Linked DNA regions of Rattus norvegicus: region 1 is linked to region 2. Evidence: chromatin contacts called from public Hi-C data. All regions are on one chromosome and are shown on one strand. The core of a region is the stretch at or near the end of the contact, and the rest is flanking DNA. Distances in the headings are between cores, read along the strand shown.

Evidence for each region. A called contact is a pair of places that touch in the nucleus more often than the background predicts.
Region 1: a Hi-C map of the A7r5 cell line shows a contact between it and region 2, with 1.8 times the contacts expected there. The contact joins the promoter of Fbxo47 here to the enhancer-like site in region 2. A contact is called at or near these places in 2 of 12 Hi-C or Micro-C datasets (the A7r5 cell line and frontal cortex).

The regions. Positions count from the first base shown.
Region 1 is chr10:83,374,399-83,378,680 of GRCr8, forward strand. Fbxo47 (F-box protein 47) reads right to left here and starts at 2,271. Exons shown (of 11, transcript XM_063270147.1): 1 at 2,106-2,271.
Region 2 is chr10:83,332,421-83,336,509 of GRCr8, forward strand. Fbxo47 (F-box protein 47) reads right to left here. Exons shown (of 11, transcript XM_063270147.1): 11 at 1-4,089. Among named protein-coding and RNA genes, the nearest start is that of Fbxo47, 42 kb to the right of the region's middle. Within about 2 kb of position 1,946, at least 52 of the 93 cell types and tissues checked have an H3K27ac peak or open chromatin away from gene starts, as enhancers often do.

The sequences.
Region 1 (4,282 bases), core at 1,021-3,520, 42 kb after region 2:
TACACATTTGAAAACATGACAAAGTACTTTACTTCTCAGTTAAAAACATAATCTGGACCTCCATCAAGATCATAATTGTAAAGCAGGGTGGTGGTGGGAGGCAGAGGCAGGCAGATCTCTGGGTCTGAGGCCAGCCTGATCTACAAAGCTACTTTCAAGACAGCTAGGACAACCCAGAGAAATCCTGTCTCAAAAACCAGAACAAAAGCAACCCAACAAAATGACTATAGCCGTGCATTCAGCAGTGACATTTTAGATTAGTAATTGCAAAAGTGATTACATTTACACAATATGTCAAATTTTACAGAACACAGCTAAATGAAAGAAAACTAAATTCACTTACGCGTTTTGTTTATATTACTGTGAAAATTGTATTTATGTATTTATTTATTTATTTTTTTGACGGCCTTGGTCCATGTGCAGCACAAGGAAGATTAAGTAGGAACCACCTTATGTATTTTTTTTTGACAAAAACGTATTCATACTATTTTGTAATCTTGTTACAATTTAATTCTATGCCAATAAACGTATTCCTACAAGAATATGTATCTTAGTATCTGCATGTAATTCCCAGTGGAAGAATTCTGATTACCTTAATCAACAAGACTGTTTTTTATTTTAACTTTTCTGCTTGTTTTCTCTGTGTAATAATGCTGGTTGTCCTAGGACTCACCAGGCTGGCCTCGAACTCACACAGATCCACCTGCCACTGCCTTCTAAGTGCTTGGATTAAGGGCGTGCAATACCATTGCCATGCTTAACTTTAATGTTTAACAGAATCTTAAAAGGTATTTTTACTATAATAAAATACAAATCTGACCTAGTTCCTGGTTTGTGCCTCTTCTTCCAGAAACTTCCATCCTAGTCAGACTAGGGTGGGGTTTGTAGGATATTTAAACACTCATTTACAACCCCCCCAGGGTTTTTTTTTATCATCCTCTAAGGGAATAGACATACGTGTGTGTATAATGTTTCACTTAAATCTGAGAGGACTAAAAAAAAATAACTGGTCCCAGTTATTTCAAAATTTGTGGGCGGTGATGGCGAACACCTTTGGTTCCAGCACTAGGGAGACAAAGGCAGGCTGATCTCTTGAGTTCAGGCCAGCCTGGTCTACCCAGTGAGTCTCACAGTGCGAGTCTCAGGAGAGCCGGGGAGCGCACAAAGAAACACTGTCTTGCAAACAAACTAACAAAACAAAACAAAACAAAACAAAACACACAAACCCCAACATCAACAAAAACCCAAACTAAAACAATTTAAGTCTCATTTTCCTCACTAAGACCTACTTTAGGGGTGGAGGAGGGCATTTGTTTTGGAAATAGTAACTATAGCCTACCAAACTCTTTCCGCTTTCCTCTTAGCCTGAAGGGTATGGAGTTCACAAGCCAAATGACTATAGGATACTTTTTTTCTCTTTTGGATCGCTGGGGTGGAACTCCTGAACGTCCTGCCTCGGCCTTCGAAGAGCCGGGAAACAGGCGGGGACTACCTCCGCCCACGCACCTAGAGAAAGGGGGAGGGTCTAGGGCCCCGACTTCGTCTCTGCCCCCACACCCTCTTCCGGCGGGGAGAAAAACCCCAGCAAGTCACCCGGCTTTGTTTTAACGTCCCTTTGTCAGCCCTAAACACCTCTAAAGGGGTCACCTAAGGAACCATAGCAGAAATTGGCCCACATAAAAATCAAATAGGAGGTGCTGAAAAACACGGAGTTATTTCTACCAGGAAGTACTGGGGGAGATAAAACACTTTTTTACCACAGGTTTCGACAGTTTTCCGGCTACAGTATCACAGGAAAGTGGGATTTAGTCGTCTTGTCCCACCCTCCTCAGATTTCATAATACTTAAAAATAAAAATCGCCTCAGGCTTTTCCCGCCAGAAAATGGGGGAGGATACTGCTTCGCTACCTCCGCTCCGCCCCGAAGCTGTGTCTTCAGCTCTCGGGCGCCCCCGTCGCCTCAAGTAGATTTTAGAATTCTCCCAGGAGCCCCAGCGGGTGGAGGCTCCGCCTCCTCATGAATATCAAGCAGCCTCGACCTTTCTGCCCCTCCCCTCACGATTACTCAGAGCTCTCCCAGGAATCCCTGCGGGAGGAGCCTCTCACCGTCTGTGGAAAGGACGAAACGCTAGGAGCCTCGGCTCTTTTGCCTCCTCTCTTGAATTGCTCAGAGCACTCCCAGGAGGCCCCGCGGGGGGAAGCCCCACCCCCCCTCGCGAAGAGCTAGAAGCCGCGGCTCTTCTGTCTTTCGCTTAAGAATACCCAGAACCTTCTCAGGAAACACCCCCAAGGAGGCCACGCCCCTTCATGAATACTAAGAAGAGGCTCCCACAGTGCCCTCCTTTTCAGGAGTATTAATCAGAGTGAACCCCATAAAGCCTGTGCTACCACCGTTTTAAGCACTAAGTTGCTGGACGGAAGAAACGGGGCTCTTACGGCTGTAAACGGAGAGCTCAAACTTGGGGGAGTCACATGCTCCACTTCGGTTTTTACACTCAGGTTTTTGGGGGTTTGGGTTTGTTTTTTTTTGTTGTTGTCTTTTGTTTTGTTTTGAGATTTTATTTATTTTATGTGTAGGAGTACACTTTTGCTGGCTATAGACACACCGGAAGAGGGCATCAGATCCCATTAGAGATGGTTGTGAGCCACCATGTGGTTGCTGGGAATTGAACTCAGGACCTTTAGAAGTGCTATTAACCGCTGAACCATCTCTCCAGCCCTACACTCAGTTTTAAGGCAGTTTTCACTCTTCCCCTGGGTCAAGACGATATGTCACGAGAGCTTTTTATTAAAAGTTGTTGGGTGCTGGGTGTGATGACGCTTCCCTTAAATCTCCACACAGAGAAGATGGAGACATGAGGACCAAAACAACCTAAGCCTAAGCTACTTGAAAACGTTTTAAACCCCCCGACCCCAGATCCATAATATTAAAGTCTCACTTATTTACAGATCCTGTGACCTAGACCTCTGACTGTTGTATGAGACAATTAGGGTGCTGCTGGGAATATAAGCATGAGCCAATATGCAGCCCTTGATTCAGTGTGGAAGCCTACAGTGGGGCAGGTTGTCTGGGAGGCCTTAAAGCTTTAAAAGAGAAAGATACATTGTATACGAGACACCGACTCTTGCAGTCCAGCTCTTCTAGACTCCTCAGGTACACAGGCATGTATTCAGGAAAAACACCCATCTGCATAGAAACAAAACAAGGAAACCAACCAATTACAGTAAATAACAAAATACCCTGTCTTCCCTGAGTTGGAGTAGCCTAGTGGTAGAATGCTTGCCTAGAGCTTGGTTCTATCTTTAGCATCCTCAAAGTCCTCCTGACTTCCCTCTTCTAAATCTTCCTCCAGGTTTCTTTTGGAAAGCTGTACCGCCTAGATGTTGGCAGCGTTAGCTCAGTAGTGGAAAGTGTGGACTTGGCAGGTGTGAGACCCGGGTTCAACCCCCCACCCCCACAAAAAAAAAAAAAAAACAACCAACCAAAAACACAAAACCACACCCTACATGACTTTTTCAGTAGCCATACTTTCTTCCACAAGTGGCGCTGTAAACTTGAGATGACTCTCTCATATCTCTCATTTACTAAAGGACAGATACTTCAGTACCGCCTAATTGCCCTAGTTTAATTCTGATATTTGAACAGCAGATGAAATATTAGCTGAAGGAAGGTTTGGGTGCAAAAGCCGTCATTCTAACTTCTTGGGAGGCAAAGGCAGGAGGATCCCAAGTTCAGCCTTCCTAGAAGACACAAGGTGAGGTCAAGGCCAATCTGAGAAAATTGATAAGGCCCTATCTCAAAAGGTTAAAAAAAAGAGAGAAGGCCTGAAGGGACCAGTCTTGGCATAAGACACCCCAAAACCAAGTTCTGGGCACAAAGGAGATTGATTTGCTCCAGAGGGACAAAGGGCAGGGACTAAGAGACAAAGACAGGAAATAGAGGAGGAGGGAAAAGGGGAAAGAAACATGGGAAGGGGGAAGGGATATTTGTGTGGTGGGGGCGTGGGGGACAACAAAGGGCTGCCTCTGGGTAGAGAGGAGACAGACATGGCCATAAGAAAATGGAAGGTTATAAAGGGAAAAGGGGAAACCCTGTGTTAGGATGAGGTGTTTAGTTTTTTGTTTTTTGTTGTTTTTTTTTTCCCGGAGCTGGGGACCGAACCCAAGGCCTTGCACTTCCTAGGTAAGCGCTCTACCACTGAGCTAAATCCCCAGCCCCCCGAGGTGTTTAGTTTTAATTGGGCATGTTAACTAGGTGAGCCAAAGGGGACTTTTGATAGCTG
Region 2 (4,089 bases), core at 696-3,195:
CCAGTGTACCACTGCCACGTTTGAATTGTAAATCAATTGCAAGTAGGACAGCCCACAGTGTCACAGAGACTGGATAAACCCTCCACAGGCCGTCTGGCAGGCAACGGGAGGCAGTCCTCCCACTCCTTCCATTTCTCGGTCCTGTGATGGCCGGTCCCCAGCCAGCTTGATTGCAAACACTGCAGCGTCTGCTCAGTGGCTCTAGGGAGGCACCTGTGGTAAGCAATACAGCATTCCTGGACCCTGACTCCTGGTTGGCAGCCACCTGGCCAGAGGCGTCATAGAAAGGGACATTTTCTACCTGGGTTTCACATGGAAGCATTCTCTGGCCTCAGGGAACAGCAGGTGAGGCGAGGGCTTGGCTGAATGAACTGCGTGTGGGGAATGTCCCAGGCAGAGGACAGAGATGGCAGCTTAGAGTTCCCAATAGCAGCAGCAGAGCCTGTGGCCCCGTGTAGCCTTGTCTGCTGGACTGCCTGCTCAGGAAGTCTCCCCTCTTGAGAGTGGCCTAAGTTTCGGTTAGAAAGGGGGTTACTAATATCTGGAGGCCTGGGCCCTTAAAAGAAAATATTCGGGGTGAGGCTAAGGACCAGACCTTAGAAATTGGCCTACAGAAATCCTTTACATTTTAGTAACTGTCAGTGTACAACACACAGCAGAAAGCATCAAAATACACCACTGTGGTGGGGCTGGGGATTTAGCTCAGTGGTAGAGCGCTTACCTAGGAAGCGCAAGGCCCTGGGTTCGGTCCCCAGCTCCAAAAAAAAGAACCAAAAAAAAAAAAAAAAAATACACCACTGTGGGGTGTGGGTTTATGTGCCTGTGTGTACACCAGAGGGCATGTGTGGACATCACAGGACAACTTACAGGAGTCCTCTTCACACTGCGGGCCCCAGGGATTGAACTCAGGTCCTCAGATTTGATGTAAGGCATCCTTACCCTTTGAACCCTGTCACTGAGTTTTAGTAAGACCCCATTCCCTCAGAAGAAACCACGTGAAAGCTGGCTGTAACGGCAATGCTCAGGAGGCTGAGAGGTAGAGGCAGAAGTCAAGGGCTAGCCTGGGCTACTTGAGACTATCTCAAGACAAAAAAAACCCAATAATTAATAATAATAATAGCAATAATACAAAACAAACAAAAAACCCAAAATCCCACTTGGATTTGCATTTCCAGACATTACCCAGGAGTGGGGTGTGTGGGCTTCTTGCTGCTTTCTCTGAGGATGTCACTGGGTAAATTCAGAAGATCCAGAGAAAACAATTGGGGGCAGCAGCAGCACATGGGGTAGCAGGAGACCTCAGGTGACACAATTAAGCTTAGGCTCCGAGGATCTCCCAGACCAACAAGGCAAGCCAGTGTGGGGTGGGCTCCAAGAGAGAGTATGCATTTAGGAATGTGAGAACATCGCTTTGACTCCTGCCCCTGTTGACAAGATGTAAAATTTATCAGGCAAGCTCTTGAGTTCAGGCTGTAAAAGACTTTGCACCAGTTGAAATGACCCTACGTGCGCCATACCTGGCACAGTGGAAAAACTCACGTCCATGCCCAGGGTCGCAGCGCCCCCCCCCACCCCCGCCCAAGACGCCCGTGAGACTTTCTTCCATGTTCTGTGAATTAACCAATGGCCCACAAAACTGGTAACAATTAGTTTTCTGAGTTAGATTGCCAGAAATGTGTGAGAGGAAGCAGGAAGAAGGCAGGCAGAAGAATCCATTCCTAAGGGGTCTGTAGAGATCCTCCGCTCACACCTTCCGGAGCACCCCACTCAGTGCAGAAACTGTATCTAAATAGAGAGAGCGTTTCCACACGAAGGGGCGGGGCTGCCTTCCTGGGAAGAAATTGAACCTCTCCGGTTTTGCCTGTCTAAAAGTAGCTGTTCCCTGGTTACCCACCGTGGGCTTTGTGATTGGCTGGCTGTGATGGTGGAGGTGGAGAGTAAGCTGCTGATGGAGTTGCAGCATCCCTTAGCCTCGGGTCCCTGGGAGGGGGAGGGAACAGGAAGCGGGAGGGAGTAGGAGCCATTTCTCCGCGCTGACCGATCTCCACACTTGCAGTTCCCACTTCCCGGGAATCTAGGGGGCTCCTCTGCTTAGTACTGAGCCATGCTGGATATCTTCATCCTCATGTTCTTTGCCATCATAGGCCTGGTGGTTCTGTCCTACATAATTTACCTGCTCTAGTGGCCTGGAGCCGCAGGGGCTGCGAGGGGAAGGATGGAGCTGAAAGGCCGAGCACCCTGCTTGCGGACGCACCGGTGGATTTTGGCTTCTGGTCATTATTCGGGTATTGATTAAATAAATAAATAAATAAATAAATAAATAAATAAAAGCTTGGTTTTGTATCTATTTGTCATACACATTGACGTAGCATTTCTTGGTTCAATCTGAGAAGAGTAAGAAAAGAAAGGTCAGCTTCCTTTGGAATTGATTTAAAATGTGATTTCTTAAAATTAAAAATAAACTTCGCTATAAATAAAAAATAAATAAATAAAAGTAAAATGTACTAGGTTTTAGGTGGGAGGGGGAGGGATGGAAAGATGTACTGGGGTGGGGTGGGGACAATCATTTCCTAATTTCCTCTTCCAGGTAGATGCAAAACCAAGTTGTCCATTCTCTCCTGGCAACGACTACAGTACATCCTTCTGTGTGGGCAAGGCAACTGTACTCATTCATTCACTGCAGCAGGCACGACTGCATTCATTAATTCACTGCAGCAGGCACGACTGCATTCATTAATTCACTCGCGATTAACTCCCACTTGAGAAAAAACAGCAAATGACACTTACTTGGGGTAAGGGGTGGGGGAGGTGCCCACTTTTCCCTAGTCGTGTGGGCACAGTTTGGTGTAGAGGGATGGGATGTTGGTTCTCAGAGCTCTTGCTAGTGCCCCTCCTGCAGTTCCCAGCTGACCATTCTGTTTTTGGGTTTCCCACAGCTCCTGTGCGGGGTCCAGCAAGAGGCCCCTTACCAACGACAGCAATCCTGAGGCCCAACTGACTTCTTCCAGTGTATCCAGATGTGGCTGACCCTTGGCAAGCCGGCATTCTGTGAGGCAGGGGCACTCTTGGGGACATCAGGATGCGTGCGATTGAGCTGTAGACAGGGTGTATTGTGAAATGGAAGGTTGGAACAGTGAAGCCAGAGTTGAGAGTGCCCAGGCATTCACACGGGCAGCCTTTCCTTCCACCTAAAGGCAACTGCACACGATCCTAAGATGTTCTTCCCTTCCTGTTTTCCCTTGTAAACTCAAGGGCAAACTCTGATCAGTAGTTTACAGTTTGTACAGGCTGAGGATATGTGGTTTCCCTTGATCTTCAAACCACTCCACCCCCAAAATCCTGTTATTTGAATTCTTTGAGATTTATCATTTCTTCCCTGCTTTTCCCACTTATTCCCAGCTCCTTAGTTGACTAGAGGCGCATGGTTGTGAAGTCTTCATTCTTTGTGCCCACCTATAAAGCACTGGGACAAAATGGCAGTATTAATTTAGGAGAAAAAATTATCCCCAATGGAAGGGTCTGAAAACGTTTTAAGAGTTTTTAAACATTCCTTTATCCTAAAAAACAAAAACAAACAAACAAACAAAAAAAAAACCCAAAAAAACAAAAAAAACCCAAAGTTGTTATTTCCTTGTCCAGTTAAGGTTGAAAAAAACTGTATCTTAGGTTAGAGTAGATTTGACCCCAAATCTGTGGTATCTATTATTTCCTTGAAGACTCCATCATAATTGTTCTGCATTGATTTTCTTTTTTAGGTTAAAAATAAACAAGGAAAAAATGAATAATTTCTTGTAATAATATTTTGTCCAATTGCTATTTTTAAGAAGAAAAGCCAAGTATGGTGGCAGAGTATGGTAGCACATGCCTATAATGCCAGCACTTGGGAAAAGAGACGAAGGATCAGGTGTTCAAGGCCAGCCTTGGCTACATGAGATTCTATCTTCCAGAAAGAGAGGGGCTGGAGAGATGGCTCAGCTGTTAAGAGTCCTTGTTGCTTTTGCAGAGGACCCTGTTTTGGTTCCCAGCACTTATATGGTGGCTCACAGTCATCTGTAACTCCAGTTCCTGAGAATCTGATATTTTCTGGGA